3 separate regions of the Mus musculus genome follow, and regions 2 and 3 are each linked to region 1. Evidence: chromatin contacts called from public promoter capture Hi-C data. All regions are on one chromosome and are shown on one strand. Each heading gives the region's core, a stretch centred on a gene start, on an enhancer-like site or on the middle of the called end of the contact. The rest is flanking DNA. Distances are from core to core; before and after follow the strand shown.

Region 1 (4,842 bases), core at 720-3,219:
TATGCCCCAGTACAGGGGAACACCAGGGCCAAAAAGGGGGAGTGGGTGGGCAGGGGAGTGGGGGTGGGTGGATATGGGGGACTTTTGGTATAGCATTGGAAATGTAAATGAGCTAAATACCTAATAAAAAATGGAAAAAAATTGCTTTAAGTGGTAACCTATTTTTCATTTGTTTGTCTGTAATGTTAAGGGCCACTCACGTTATTTAAATCTAATGAAATCAACGGATAAGTACTGTGACTTTATAAAAATTACGGTTAGTGAAGGTTCCTGAGATATCATCAGATTTATTTAGGTAAATAAAATAAGCCAAATAATAGCAGCCAATAGGGAGAACGTTGCAGATTATTATCTTCTAAATAAAATATGGCCATGGAATCCATGCGATCACAGTGACTATGTATTATAGCACTGGGTCCAGTTAAGCCCTTCCAGGGTCAGAGACCTATGGGGCCCTACCACATTCTTTAGATCTGCTAGTGAACAACAAATTCTAGGAGAGGGAATAGCACAGCACCAAGTCATGCGAGGACTAGTGACCCATTAGGCACTTACAAGAAGATTCCAACATGGGATCATACAAGACTGCCTCGACTATTGATTCTGCAACAAAGTTCTAAACAAAACCAAAGCTAAACAAGCAAACACACTGGAGAGAGATATTTGTAGGGAAGGGAGGATGATGGGAGCAGGAGGCAAATGGGAAAGAGTGGGAGGGAGATTGTACAAAATATGCAGTGTACATCTTTGAAAGTGTAGAAAAACTAAATTTAGTAGAGGAAGGAATAGATTTGTCTGTGAGCGCCTCAGGTTGCCTGTAGATGGTATAAAATATTACAATCAGATGTGTTAAACAATGAAGCCCTGTTCAATTGCTTTGGGAGGTCTATAAGCAGAATATCTCTCTTTGAGGGCTGGGGACTGCCAGCACGGCTGCCATGGGGGTCTCAGTTCAACTCCCATCAGTGAAACAAAAAAGAAAAAAATAGGAAGAAAAAGCAGAACAATTACTCGACACACAAACAAATGAAAAGAACCCAGTCACTAGGGCTTCCGAGATCCTAACCAAACTAGATGTCACCTGCCTGTTCTGTGTTCAGTATGGCCCAGCGACACTGAGCCTTTGAATCTCATTGGCTGGCATGCTTATTCGGTATCTCATGCTTTGCTCTTGTTTATTACCACTCACATCTCAAAGCAAATGTCACTTATTCATCATATAGTCACATGTGTCTCTATAGATATTCATTATATAGACATATATGATCACTGCCTGTCGATCACTCCAGTTTACATGATCCCATTCCTCTCATTTATTTCATTCACTAACATCTGACATTATTTGTTTTATTTATACTAATTGGTCTAATGTAAAAGACAAAGATGAGATATCTCAAGCTATTAGAATCCTTAGAGTTTGAGGCTATTAAACCCTTGGTGCCTATAACTAACCACAGTGTACATTGAATAAAGTAGATTTCTAAATGAGCATCAATTCTTTTTTGTCTCTATGCCGCTAGAGAAAAAAATACATGCTAAAATTTAGTACAGGATACTTAGATAGTGTCTATAGCATGTGATTTCGTTCCAAGTTATATTCAGAGTCAGCCGCACGTCATCAATGATTTTGGCTAAATGGAAGTTGAAAAAGTAGAAAAATTTGTTTTTAGCACCTAATTTGAATTTGAAGGGAAGAAAGCACCATGCTGTGAACGGTCCCTCATCATTTCGTTGAAACTGATCTGATGTGGATTTAAGGTACATTAAAGGGGTTTGGAATTGAAGACAAGGGCCTGTAAAGATAATATATTATTCCAGCCTTCACTGCTTCCCTAAAAATTGAAATTGTGTTCCCCGCCATCCTCCTCTGGGAAGGACGGCTTACACCAGCCAGGCTTGCCTGCATTTGATTGTTCAGCTGTATATCAACCAGTGTGGGTTCAGCAGAGGTCTCCGCCATAACCCTCCAGGAACCCAAACCACCCAAACATCGTACGACAGGGATCAGGCTTCGGTTTAAGCGCTGCTCCCGACACACACGTGTGTTCCAGTCATTTAGGAAGGTGTGATTAAAAACCATTATGTGCCCTAACAGATGTGACCTTAAAGAATCTACTATGGTTTAAAAAAAAAAAAATAAAAAGGGGCACAAAGTATTGCATAGCAATAGTGGTTAGACTAACACCAGGAAAGTATTATAGGAGCTGAACCACACTGAACAACTTTCATTGATTACTACCTTCTGTTTCAAGAAAAATACCACGATGTTTAAGAATGAGATGCAATGTTCTTATCCCAGCCCCCTCTTCCCATCGCCCTAACTCTCATGGTTCTAATGAGGAAGAAATTGAACCCCACGGATGGTAGATTTTAAATCTTCTTCACTGAAGAGGAATTATTGGATTGCTACCATCTTCGTCTCTCTAGTCAAAGATAATTCAACCCATGTGCTATGAACATACAAAACAAACAAAATAAAACCATGGAGACCATTTAGAAAATGAAATCTCCTTGTTTTCAAATCTCCGATACACGCTAAAAGTCTGTTTAGTGATCTTAAGAAGTGAGTTAGTTATTTTGTTTTTCACCACATCAGTTCTGCTCTCGGGCACCCCTACTAATTCTCAGAATTCATGTAAGCATATCATAGTTTGTACATCTAATATCCCAACTGTACATTTATAAATCCCAACTACCATGTCAACAATGGTATTATACTGCAATGTACATGGTCAATGCAACAGCTCTGTATGTCTGAATCAACAATCTGTGCTGTTCATAAAGTTGGGCAGGATTTTCTGCTCATCTCACCAAGAATATTTTTTTGCATTCTTGATTTTATGTCATAGCTTTATGTCATTTATTTTTATTATTTTGTGTGTTTGTTTCTTTGTTTGTTTTGTCATGGAAAGGTATACCACAATATGTGTGGAGGTCAAAGAATATCTTGCGGGAATCTATTTTTCCTTCCCATCAGATGGGTCCTGGGGATTGGCCTCAGGATCAGAAGCCTATACAATGAGTACTTTTAGCCACTGAGTCATCTAGTCAACTGTCTAAGCCATTCTTTGAGTCTTGTACAAAAAAAAAAATAAAGTCTGTCAGCTTAAAACTGTGACTACTCAATGTACAGTCTGTAATGCCAGGTGTAAAATACTGAAAAATTATATGGGGGAAATGAGTCAGAGAGAAAGAACCATTGCTGTGTGAACACGAAGAACTGAGTTCAAATCCAGGCTCACAACTTTAAATAGCAGGCACGACTCAGAACATCTGTAAACCAAGGGCTCTGGTGAAGAGCAGAGACTAGAAGACCTCTGGGGGTTGATTGCTACCAGCCTAGCTACAAGTTCAGTGAGCTTCCTTATCTCAAGGGAAGAAAGGTATGATAGAGAAAGAATGTTAGATAACTTCTAGTCTTAGCATGCAGACACTCAACATATAAACACTTATAGACATAAGTGCATATCACACACATACACATGAACACACACATTCAAAACATATACATACACTATGTGTATATATAACAAATGCTTTAAAAAGTAAGTCAATTAGTTATATGATTGATTCATTTTAATAATGTTTGTTCTATTGAGACCAGAACATTCCTCCATTATCAAGTTGAAAAGACACCTGTGTTTTTAAACTTTAATATTATTTATATTTGATGTGCTTTCATGGTATTTATACATTTTTCAGTGATAGTATTATATAAAATTGTTTAACATTGGAAAAGATAGCTATAATTCTCTTATGTGGTAAAAACAGAAGCTTTAAGAGAACTAAACATATTATAGTTAATGTCTTACTATTCTTGCAATGTTTCGTTAAACTATTAACAGTTTAAAGAAACAGTCAAGTAGAAAGTAATTTATAATAAAATATGTTTAAAGTTAAAAAAATGTATTTATTTGGTTTCAATCGTACCCTGAATAACCGGTACATATAAAAGTATTCAATTCTGAAATTTAAATAGATGTGTTGCTTAAAATAAGCTCCATGAACATACTTGTCTGCATCTCCTGATTCCAACCAATTTAAAAATTACTTTAATGTTTGTAAAATAGGGGTCTGCTGCTATGGGTAATTGCAATGGCATGTAATGTAGGTTTAACATTATGGTGGGTTCCATGAAGTGGTATTGTAATCAAGAAACTAGAAAAGCACATCTCTTTATCCCTGCCTTAAGAAAGTCTCTCAAAATCTTAACAAACAATAGGGCAGAGTACGTGGATTTAGGTTCTCCATAACTTATAGCTTCTCTAAATATTAGTGTGTGCGAATGTGGATATGTATGAGTTGTGCAGTATGTGTGTATGTGTGTATGAGTGTATGCATGTGATGTATTTGTGTGTGCACACATGTGTGTCTTGTGTGGTATGTGGTACATATGTGTGTACATGAGTGTGTGCAAGTGCATGTGTACATATGAATGTATATGTGTTGTGTTGTATATGTGTATGTGTATATAGTGTGTGTGTATAGCTATCAGCAAAAATCAGAAGAAGGTGTTGGAGAACCCATAAGCTGAAGTTGCACACAGCTGTGGAGTTGGGACGCATGCAAGGGGGATGCTGAGGTCTGCACGCAGATCTTCTACAAGAGCAGCAAGTGTGCCTAACCACTGAGCCACATCACTAGTCCCAAGTCAATAATTCAGTAACTTCCACTCAGTTTGCTGTTCAATTGAATTAAAAATTCATAACAGATAATACAAGTTTTGGGAAAAACAAAAATTGTCATAGAGACAGGAAACTAAAGAATTGCTGCTGAATCAATGGGTCCAAGAAGACAATCTCTAGGATGTTAGGATCCTGGACACAGAAACCCAGTAAACCC
Region 2 (4,592 bases), core at 732-3,231, 2.0 Mb after region 1:
CTTTCCCAGTGCCCAGGCTGAGAAGACATCTGGAAACAGCCCCGAGCAGCAGTTCTTCTGCAGGCAGAGAGGCAACCGTAGCATCTTCAGGCAGGTCTGATGAACTCAGCCAAGGAAACAGCACAAAAGACGGAAAAGCAAATGCCGGTCTCAAAACACATTGGGCAGAGTGGCCTTTGCCAAAGCCATCATACAAGAAGCCCCTAGTCCCACATGGAACTGATCATAGCCTATCGTGTTCCCCTCAGTGTAGGAAAGGTGTTAGCTTACTAACTCTTGGGGAACTGGAAGCTTGAGGAATAAGTGTTAGGCTCCCAGGGCAAGCTACAGACCACGGTTCTGATTTTCAGAGAAAATGGATGTATTGATAACACAGTGAGCTGCTGGGCAGGATGTGCAACTAAGCTGAAGAGACAGGAGCAAAGAGAGGGCGAACATTCCTAATCCAAGGTATACCACAGGGTGATCCAACCTGCAGATACCCATCACCAGCGCTGGCACCTGAAACTACAGCTGCAGCCACTGTCCCTGCCAGTCCTGCACACTAGGTGTTGTGGGTGAGACCTAGCCTCTACAAGGCTGAAATCCCTGCACCAGGGCATCGCTGCCTTCAAAGGCCCAAGAAGGTCTTGTGGACCAGTCCCAGGCCCCAGGCTGGCACAGTAGGTGCAAGAAGTCCTGGGGAAAGTTTCTGCCTGACAGAGAAGCGCTTCCAAACACGGAAGACAGATTCTGCAGGCTCAGAAGCAAAACAGCACCAAAGCAGCCGGTAGCGCGGGACTATAGAAAGGACTGCACGTCACCGCTGCGCCACCAGGGGGCGCGCTGTGCTGGGGGAACTCTGACGCGTAGGCGGTATCTCAAGCCAAGTGGCTTGAGTTCTGAGTTAACCCCCTTCCCCGAGGTAAGTAAAATTCCCTGGGCTTCAGTTGTGCATAGAGCAGGGACTCTTCTTGCTGGAATGTCGTAAGTAAACCCCCTTATTTAGATATCAATCTATTGCTGTGACATTTGCCTCGAAGTAGTGGCAGTGGTGAACGGGAGAGAAAACCCAGAGGCTGTCTGTGGTACAGGGCTGCTGAACACACAATACTGTTTTCTCTGTGTTAACATAGGAAAGAATTCTTCAGCAAACTTTTCCAAAACGAAGGGCCCTGAACGGACTTATGAACAGCAAGCCAGAACGTCCAGGTTTTCTTACTGGGTCAATCTCAGGATGTCCAATCCTCTGGCATCATGGACTCCCCATCGTTCTCCACCACAGGAGGCCTGTAACAGGGAAACCCATTTTGTGGCCACTAAACAATATTTAAATAAAATAGAAGACCCAGGTAACAAGGTGGACCACAGCCGTCACTCAGATCTCCAGCTGCCAAGTCCTAAGGGAAGAGTCCCAAGGCCCAGTCCTGGTTGCTGTGATGGTCTATCGAAGGCAAAAGCGTGCATGCATGTAAGACCGACAGCAACACGACCATACGTGCATCTTTACCATAATGAACCCCACGGTGAAGCTCTTCCCTCCCCAGGAAAGGGTTTGGGTGCGACGCAAGGGGCTCCGGGCCACTAAGACTTTGACCACCAAGTACAACCTTAACTATTTCGCTTCTCTAAGGAAACGAGCGCTCAGGGTAGGCGAGATGGCACAGCAGGCAAAGGCGATTGCCGCCAAAGCCGATAAAATTCCATCTAAAATTCTATACTGAGATCCTCATGGCAGGAGTGAGCCTCCTGCAACTTATGACCTCCGCGCGCATCTGTTTCTGTCGCACGTACTCCACCTACATAGGGTGAGAATGGGGAGGAAGAGGGAAGGAAGGAAGAGTGAAGGAGAGAGAAGGGAGATTGTAACAGTAAAAAATAAGCTCTGGAGAGCAGCACTGCCACCGAGGCTCAGTCCCTGGGACCACCGAGGCTCCCGACCTGGCGGAAGCACTTCCGCCCCCATCCATGATGGCGGGAGGGCGGGGCGGGGCTGGCAGGCGGAAGCGGCCGGCGGATCCCTGGCTTAGCACCATGGCGGCCGCGACCGCCTCCTCCGCGCTCAAGCGGCTGGATCTGCGCGATCCCAACGCGCTCTTCGAGACTCATGGAGCGGAGGAGATCCGCGGGCTGGAGCGCCAGGTCCGAGCCGAGATCGAACACAAGAAGGAGGAGCTGCGGCAGATGGTGGGCGAGCGGTACCGCGACCTGATCGAGGCGGCGGACACCATCGGCCAGATGCGCCGCTGCGCCGAGGGCCTGGTGGACGCCGTGCAGGCCACCGATCAATACTGCGCCCGCCTCCGCCAGGCCGGCTCCGTGGCGCCCCGGGTCCCACGGGCCCCGCAGGTCAGTCCGGGATCCGAACCCGCCACGTCCCTCCGCCCCCGCCGCCCGGCGGACCCCACCCCTCACCTTCCGCCGGAGGAGCCCGCCCCTCGCCGCCGCGGGCTACCGGGAGGCGTCTGCGGGCCTTCCTCGGGACGCTGGTCCGCTGCCGAAAAGCCAGCCGGCCTTTTGCTCCGGGAGCCTTCCCGGACTTCCGGACGATTCCCTCGCCTCCCGTGGGTTCGCTGCGCTCTCCTTCCCTTTTAACTGAAAACGCCAGGGGTCTCTCGACTGTCAGATCTCTCCCGTTAGCTCACACCTTCCTGTCAAAGTCATTCATTCATTCCCCATCCCACCCTGAGCCCGACCGAGCCTGGAGAATTGGGGGAGGGTAGCCTCAGCCGTCAGACCCTCCCCCTTTTAATAGGTGAGCAGTTTCATTTCAGGCTGGTTTAAAAAACTCAGGGTATCCTGATGTCCTCCCATGAAACGTTTAAGACCCGATGCGGATCGAATTCTGACATTGGGTGTTGGCTTAGGAATGAGCAGAGGGCGCCGAGGGTAAATAGTTTTTAACCTAGGAGAACTTACTGTAACAGAAGAAGAAATTACAAAAGCACACTAGCCCACATGTGGAGCCAGCTTTCTTGCGCTACTTAGGTGTCAGAAAATCCAAGCCAAAAAAACTAGGGCAGTATAATGAACGTGGGCAAAGAAGGTTGGAACTTTGTCAGCCTGTCACTCCCTAAGCTACACATTAAGTACAGCCCCCTTCCCAAATGGACAGACTTAGCTGGCTAGCTTCAACTATGTAAGCCCAGTCTTAGAAATGGATTGATTTTCATGGTTATGGCTGGTGCATTTCTGGGGGAATGCCCTCTCCGTTCAAATCATAAACAGGAGCCTCCCAAGATGTTCTTGAAGTTTACATTCTAATTAAAGAAAGAAATTCTTGGGAAATTGAATTTTTAAAATATGAATAATTTAGAATGGCAGTAGAAAATAGTTTAGCATAAAGGTGATTAATCGCCACATGTCCATTTAATGTAATAGTTCGGAAGGAAGGAGTGAGTTAGGTGTGGCTCCTCCCCAGTAAGGACAACTGAGATTTGGAACATTGACGTCTCTGGCCAGCTATGCTGCTGTAACAAAAGATTTAACACTGGATAGTTCATAAAGAGTAGACATTCATTTTCCCTCAGGAATAGGCCTGGGAAGTCCGAGATCAAACTGTTAGCATCTGACGTCCGTTGCAGGCCTGCTTGCCTCCCATAGCAGATGGGGAGGAACACAAAAGAGCCAGAGTTAGTTCCCCTCCTTTACCGGCACCCCACACACCACTACTGAAGACGGACTCGAGGTGAGAGGGCAGATGAGAGGCCTGAAGTCTCAGCCAGATGAAGATCTGGTGCAGGGGTGGTAAAGAACAGTCAACGAGAAATGTTTGGTGACCTTAAAGAGAAAGGAGAGGAAGGAGGAAGCTTGTAGGAAGTCTCCCTTCCACCCACCGATAACCAGATGGCGAGATGCCCCGCCCTCCTACCAATAACCAGATGGCGAGATGCCCCGCCCTCCTACCAATAACCAGATGGTGAGATGCCCCGCCCTCCTACCAATAACCAGATGGCGAGATGCCCCGCCCTCCTACCAATAACCAGATGGTGAGATGCCATTTGGTCGGACATAAGTGCCCTGCAAGCTGAGTGGTACTGAGTGTGGCTTTATGAAAACGTCAGATTTTGTTTTCGTTTTAAAGACAGGGTTTCTCTGTGCTGTCCTGGCTAGCCTGGAACTCACTATGTTGACCAGGCTGGTGTCTAACTCACAAGAGATCCGCCCACCACTGCCCCTTGGGTGCTGGGATCAAAGGTGTGCGATACCACACACGGAAAAGCTTGAGATCTTAAAGCATTCCCCAGCTTCTCCCCCAGGCCTGTGTAAACGGAGCTGTGCTTTTTATTTGCTCTTCTGACGGTCTACTGCCCTTCAGCCACAGCCGCCGTCCGAGAAGTTCTACAGCATGGCCGCCCAGATTAAGCTGCTGCTGGAGATCCCGGAGAAGATCTGGAGCGCCATGGAAGCCTCGCAGCACCTCCAGGCCACACAGCTCTACCTGCTCTGCTGCCACCTGCATAGCCTGCTGCAGCTGGACTCCTCTAACTCCAGATACAGCCCCATCCTCTCGAGATTTCCAATCCTCATCCGCCAGGTGGCAGCAGCCAGCCACTTCCGGTGAGTTTGGTAGCCCCCACCCTAGCTCACTGAGCCCCTACAAGTGTCACAGG
Region 3 (4,662 bases), core at 2,134-4,633, 2.0 Mb after region 1:
CATTTTGCATGAGACAAGGTCTGCTGGGAGAGACCCTCAACAGTGGCAGCACACTGGCACCTCAACTTTTATCTTATCAGCATGACAACAGCTGGCTATGCTTGGGGCTGCTGAGTCACTGCAACCAAACTTTATGAGGCTGACCAAAACTTGCCATCTCCTCATCTGTAACAGGGCATTTTCCTCCCAGTACCAATAGCAGCACTGGGCTGTTCTACTGTTGTCATCTGCCTCTGGGCAAGTCATGTAAGATCTGTCAGTTTCTCAGTGTATAAGCACCATCTCTCGGGCCTCTTTTCAGTGGTCAGGAGCTAAGAATGAGCTCTACTAGGCTCCATGTTTGTTGTTCTTAGTTTTCATTATTAAATGCCTCCCTAGAACACTCAGCTTTCGATACCCTTATTAATAATTGACAAGATCACAAGTTTACAGTCGGTTCACTGTCTTTCTAGGCACCTCCTTTCCACTTAGGGAAAAACAATTGCTAGATCTATCACCCCCAGAATGGCTGGCTCCATCACTTTTCATATCTCACTTCTGTCCTATTTTCCTGGTCCTCTTCAAAGAACCTTAGGCAGACTTAAATAGAAAGTACAACAACTGGTTTTCATTTTATTATAAAAGGTCTCACCAGGTAGCCTGGATGGCCTGGAACTGGCTATACAAAACAAGTTAGCCATGAACTCGGATCCTCTGCCTCTTGAGGGCTGGGGTTAAAGACAAGCACAATCATAGTCCATCTCAAATGCTTCTTACTATAGGTGTCTCTCTCCCAATTCATATGTAGACGCTAAGGATCTGTGATAAGGCATACTTCCTTACCATACAACCACCCTTCTACAGTGTTCTCAGTCTACTGAGAAAGTCTGACACCAGAGGGGGCCAAGCTAGCTCATGGGTGATGAGAAAGAATAAAAAAATAAATAAATAAAAATTAGGCAAGAAAGGTCTGTCCTTGATAACTGGTTTTTAAAGAAGTCACCAGAAAGAGGGGGAAAAAAAGTCACCAAAATATATAAACACACTAAGATTTCTATAAGTATATTAGATAAAAAGAATCTGTAATCAGCACAAACTTACACTACTTGTCTGCAGCACTAGATTTAAAAAAATCTGTTAGTGACAGAAAATGCTGAGGGCTGTCACATGAGGGAGACATTCCAAAAGAATCTAAAAGATGGCAGTCAGCTCAGGCTTGCTGCATCTAAAGGTCACAGCCCTAACTCTAATGGTGTGACTGTAACTGGTCCATAATTCCAACTTGACCTAATTTGAACCTTCCAATGATTTCTAATAACTGGCAAGATTATGGCTTCATTCTATCTGTACAATCAGTAAGATTAAACCTTTTGGAGTACATTAATGCCATGGACCAGATTATAATTCTGGCAAGCACCTTCTAATTTCCAATTTAGTTTGATCATTTTTTTTTTGACACAAGTACAGGCTTTCTACTACAATTACTATAGAACCAAAATCAGTCACTCAATTCAGTCTAGGGACCTTAAAATTCTCACCACTGGATCAAGTCATCTCAGAATGTTGGGGAACCCCAGTCCCATGAAATAACTGTTTCAGGGAGAAGCCTTGCAAAACAATGATTACATTCATAACCAAAGAATGCAAGGAACAAGACTCAGGGCTGAGGAGATGGCCCAGCCACGGAAGACCCCTGTTAGTCCTACAGAGGACTGGGGTTTTGTTCCCAGCCCTCCTCTGAGTCTACGTTGACACTAGACACGCACGTCGTGATGTACATACATATACACAGGCAAACCACTCATACACATAAAATAAAATAAGTAAAATCATTTATGAGAGAAAATAAAAAAGCAAGCCTACGATCCACCTTCTTTAAGCCTGAGACGACTACGGAATAAAGAGCCGCGAGCCTGAATAGACTTAGATAAATAAATGAGTCTCTCTAAATCCGTTCTCTGTTCTCCACCAGAGAAATGAAAAAGTACAACTTAGCGTAGATGTAGATAGATCGTCAAGCATCTTATTAGGAGACTTTCCAGTAAGAAATAAAGCCAGCCTTCTTCATTCTGAGGTAAGGCGTCCCAACTTACTTCTTCCCAGACGGAAAATAAGGAGAAAAGAAACTTCATCTGGATCGGGCCTAAAGCCCCGAGGGGCCGCCCGCCTAGTGAGGGTTGAGAGTAACTCGTGGTGTTAGCCACCTCCCTGCTCCCAGCCAACTGGCCCCTCATCCAAACTGTTTAGAATCCTGCCTGCTAATGCTACAACCGAGAGTGGGTCACCACCCACCCGGGTCCATCAGATGAGGGAGGGCACAGCGCTGCGGTCTGCCCTAAGCCCTCCCAGCTGCAGGGGTTAAGCCCAACCCCCGCCTTTCTCCTGACCTTGGGGCGCCAGCAGCTCCCCGCCCCCGAAGCATCCCGTCCCCTCTCCGAGGCGCCTCGCTCGAAGGGAGCCATCTCTTCCAGATCGGCCATCCCTCCCATCCCCCTACCACCACCGCCCGCCTCAATTTAGGAAGGACCACACCGTCCGTCTCGTCGGGCCGAACAAACCTCATTCCGAAGCGGAAAGGGCAGAAGACGAAGAAAACAAGGAAAAGACGGAGAAGGGGCAGCCCTGGATTCCAGAGCGTCGCCTCCCTGGCTGCCCACGGGGTCCAAGTGTCAGAGGCGGCGCCACCTTCTCCCCTCCGCCTCCTCCGACCGCAGAGCAGCGCAGCCCAGAGCCTCGCACCACCACCCCGCCGGCTCCGTCCGCCCCTCGGCTCCAGAGCGCACATCCTCGGCCGAGGGGCCGCGGAGAAAGCGGGTTCCCCCCTTCCCTCACCTGGGGCGGAGGCGCTCGCTCATGGCAGCTGGTGAAGGCGAGCGACGCGGCGCCGCCCCGCGCCGACAGCGAACAGTCGGAGCTGTGTCCCGGCGCCCGCCACGCCCACCCGCACGGGTCTGAGCTCTGACCGCCGCCGCGCGGGTGGTTGCTGCGGGCGCTGAGTCCCCCTCGGGCCGACCCGGACCACAGCCACTTCCGGTGTCGCCTCCGCGCCTCCCCATGTCGCAGGCGCCGTGGTACTGTCCTCCTGCGGCTGCGCGGAGGCGGGACGCCGGCCGCGCTTTCCCATCACCGCGCACGCAGGAAGAGGCGGGTCCCAGAGGGAAGACTGACCGGGAACTTCCAGGACCCCCGTTTAGGTGTCCGGGGCAGCCGCCTGTTCAAAAACAAAACAGGACACGACGTAAAAGTCAAGCCAGATTTTAGATAAATTACATTATTTGACGATCATTGATACTTGTCTCTGCGTTAAGCCTCTCTAAGGTGAAAATTTTAAAAAGAACCAGACGAGCTCCATCAGGCACAGACGCGGACGGCCACAGGCTCAGGGGTCCTCTGGTTGGGAAGGTGTTGGTGGGCTCCGGGTTCTAAGAGTGTGCGGCGTGGAACTTCGCGTCTCCGAACGGTGCGGAGCCCGTTCCATGGAGTAGCTAAGGGCTGGGCTATTTTTCCGCGACCTTTGTTGCAGGTCAAGAGAGGAGTGCGGAACAGGCGAACGGGATAACGGAGTTCCGTACCGGGAAGGGCCACGCCCACCTGCTGGAAGAGGCCGGACCGAGAGGTGTGGGGGAGACCGGCAGGCGTGGGAACGCGGCGGTGTGGACGGAGCTGCCTCGCGGCTGGCGAGGTGAGCTTGATCAGTGGCGAATCGCGAGGTCCCTGCCCGCCGTGAGTTGCGCACACCTGTCATCCCCATTCTTGGGAGGAGAAGCTGCAAGACCAGGAGGTCAGAATCATCCTCGACTGTGTAACAAGTTCGAAGCCAGCCTGGGCTACTTGAGACCTTGTCTCCCATGTGATCTCACCACCACCACCAGAATACGTGTACTCTAAGACTTGGGGAAGTCTTAACTTTGGTTGTCAGACGCATTCCCTTTTCTCTGTCAGGAGCATAATCCAGTTCTTTGTCTAGGACTCAGTACTATCAGCTCCCCACCTTACACAAACTGATATTCAGAGTTTCTGCCAAACGTGAACAGTGATCCATAAGCATGGGGGTCTTTAGGAGAGTCGACAAGAGGTCAGGCAGGAAAACGAAACCCCTGTTAAAGTGTAGGGTGTAGAGTCTGGCGTAGTAATGCACGCCTTTTAATCCCACTACTCAGGAGGCAGAGCAAGCTGATCTATGTGAGTTCAAGGCCATCCTGGTCTACCTAGTGAGAGTTCCAGGGAAGACAAGGCTACCAGGTAAGACCCCATCATCTCAAAAAAGTCTACCGTTAAAACTGGAAAGTCCAACCGGGCGGCGGTGGCGCGCGCCTTTAATCCCAACACTTGGGAGGCAGAGGCAGGCGGATTTCTGAGGTCAAGGCCAGCCTGGTCTACGGAGTGAGTTCCAGGACAGCCAGGGCTACACAGAGAAACCCTGTCTCCAAAACAAAACAAACAAAAAAACTGGAAAGCCCATGTATTGTCTTTGTCGTGTGCCCTTCAGTGCGGCAGTGCATTCTCACTAACAGAAGACTTATGGTGCACTCGGTGGGAAACAGTTTGGGTGTGCCTTTTATGAACGATAAAGTAATGGTTGCTTTAAACAAATGGATTTTTATCTTGTAAAGTGGTTTCAGACTCAGGGTTTGGGGGGTTTGTTTGTTTTTTATTTTTTTTAATCTATTTACTGGCCAGGAG

Evidence for each region. Promoter capture Hi-C pulls out the DNA fragments that hold promoters and counts their contacts.
Region 2: a contact with region 1 is called in a promoter capture Hi-C map of second pharyngeal arch cranial neural crest, with 12 times the contacts expected there. The contact joins the promoter of Cog1 here to the enhancer-like site in region 1. A contact is called at or near these places in 8 of 39 promoter capture datasets (the 3T3-L1 cell line, 3T3-L1-derived adipocytes, cranial neural crest and 4 more), 5 of 484 Hi-C or Micro-C datasets (the G1E-ER4 cell line, cerebellum and cerebral cortex) and 1 of 115 datasets of contacts at active chromatin or transcription factors (embryonic forebrain).
Region 3: a promoter capture Hi-C map of second pharyngeal arch cranial neural crest shows a contact between it and region 1, with 11 times the contacts expected there. The contact joins the promoter of D11Wsu47e here to the enhancer-like site in region 1. A contact is called at or near these places in 8 of 39 promoter capture datasets (the 3T3-L1 cell line, 3T3-L1-derived adipocytes, cranial neural crest and 4 more) and 2 of 115 datasets of contacts at active chromatin or transcription factors (astrocytes and embryonic hindbrain).

What each region holds. Positions count from the first base shown.
Region 1 is chr11:111,646,187-111,651,028 of GRCm38.p6, forward strand. All of the region lies in intron 2 of Gm30219 (a long non-coding RNA gene), which reads right to left. Among named protein-coding and RNA genes, the nearest start is that of Gm30219, 10 kb to the right of the region's middle. Within about 2 kb of position 1,970, at least 1 of the 459 cell types and tissues checked has an H3K27ac peak or open chromatin away from gene starts, as enhancers often do. A contact at or near this core is called in second pharyngeal arch cranial neural crest, where this site is marked.
Region 2 is chr11:113,647,548-113,652,139 of GRCm38.p6, forward strand. Cog1 (component of oligomeric golgi complex 1) reads left to right here and starts at 1,982. Exons shown (of 14, transcript NM_013581.3): 1 at 1,982-2,328; 2 at 4,298-4,539. The coding sequence starts at 2,014. It also overlaps a transcript of Slc39a11 not described here.
Region 3 is chr11:113,681,051-113,685,712 of GRCm38.p6, forward strand. D11Wsu47e (DNA segment, Chr 11, Wayne State University 47, expressed) reads left to right here and starts at 3,384. Exons shown (of 5, transcript NM_001361593.1): 1 at 3,384-3,661. Fam104a (family with sequence similarity 104, member A) reads right to left here and starts at 3,101. Exons shown (of 3, transcript NM_138598.5): 1 at 2,812-3,101. The coding sequence starts at 3,035.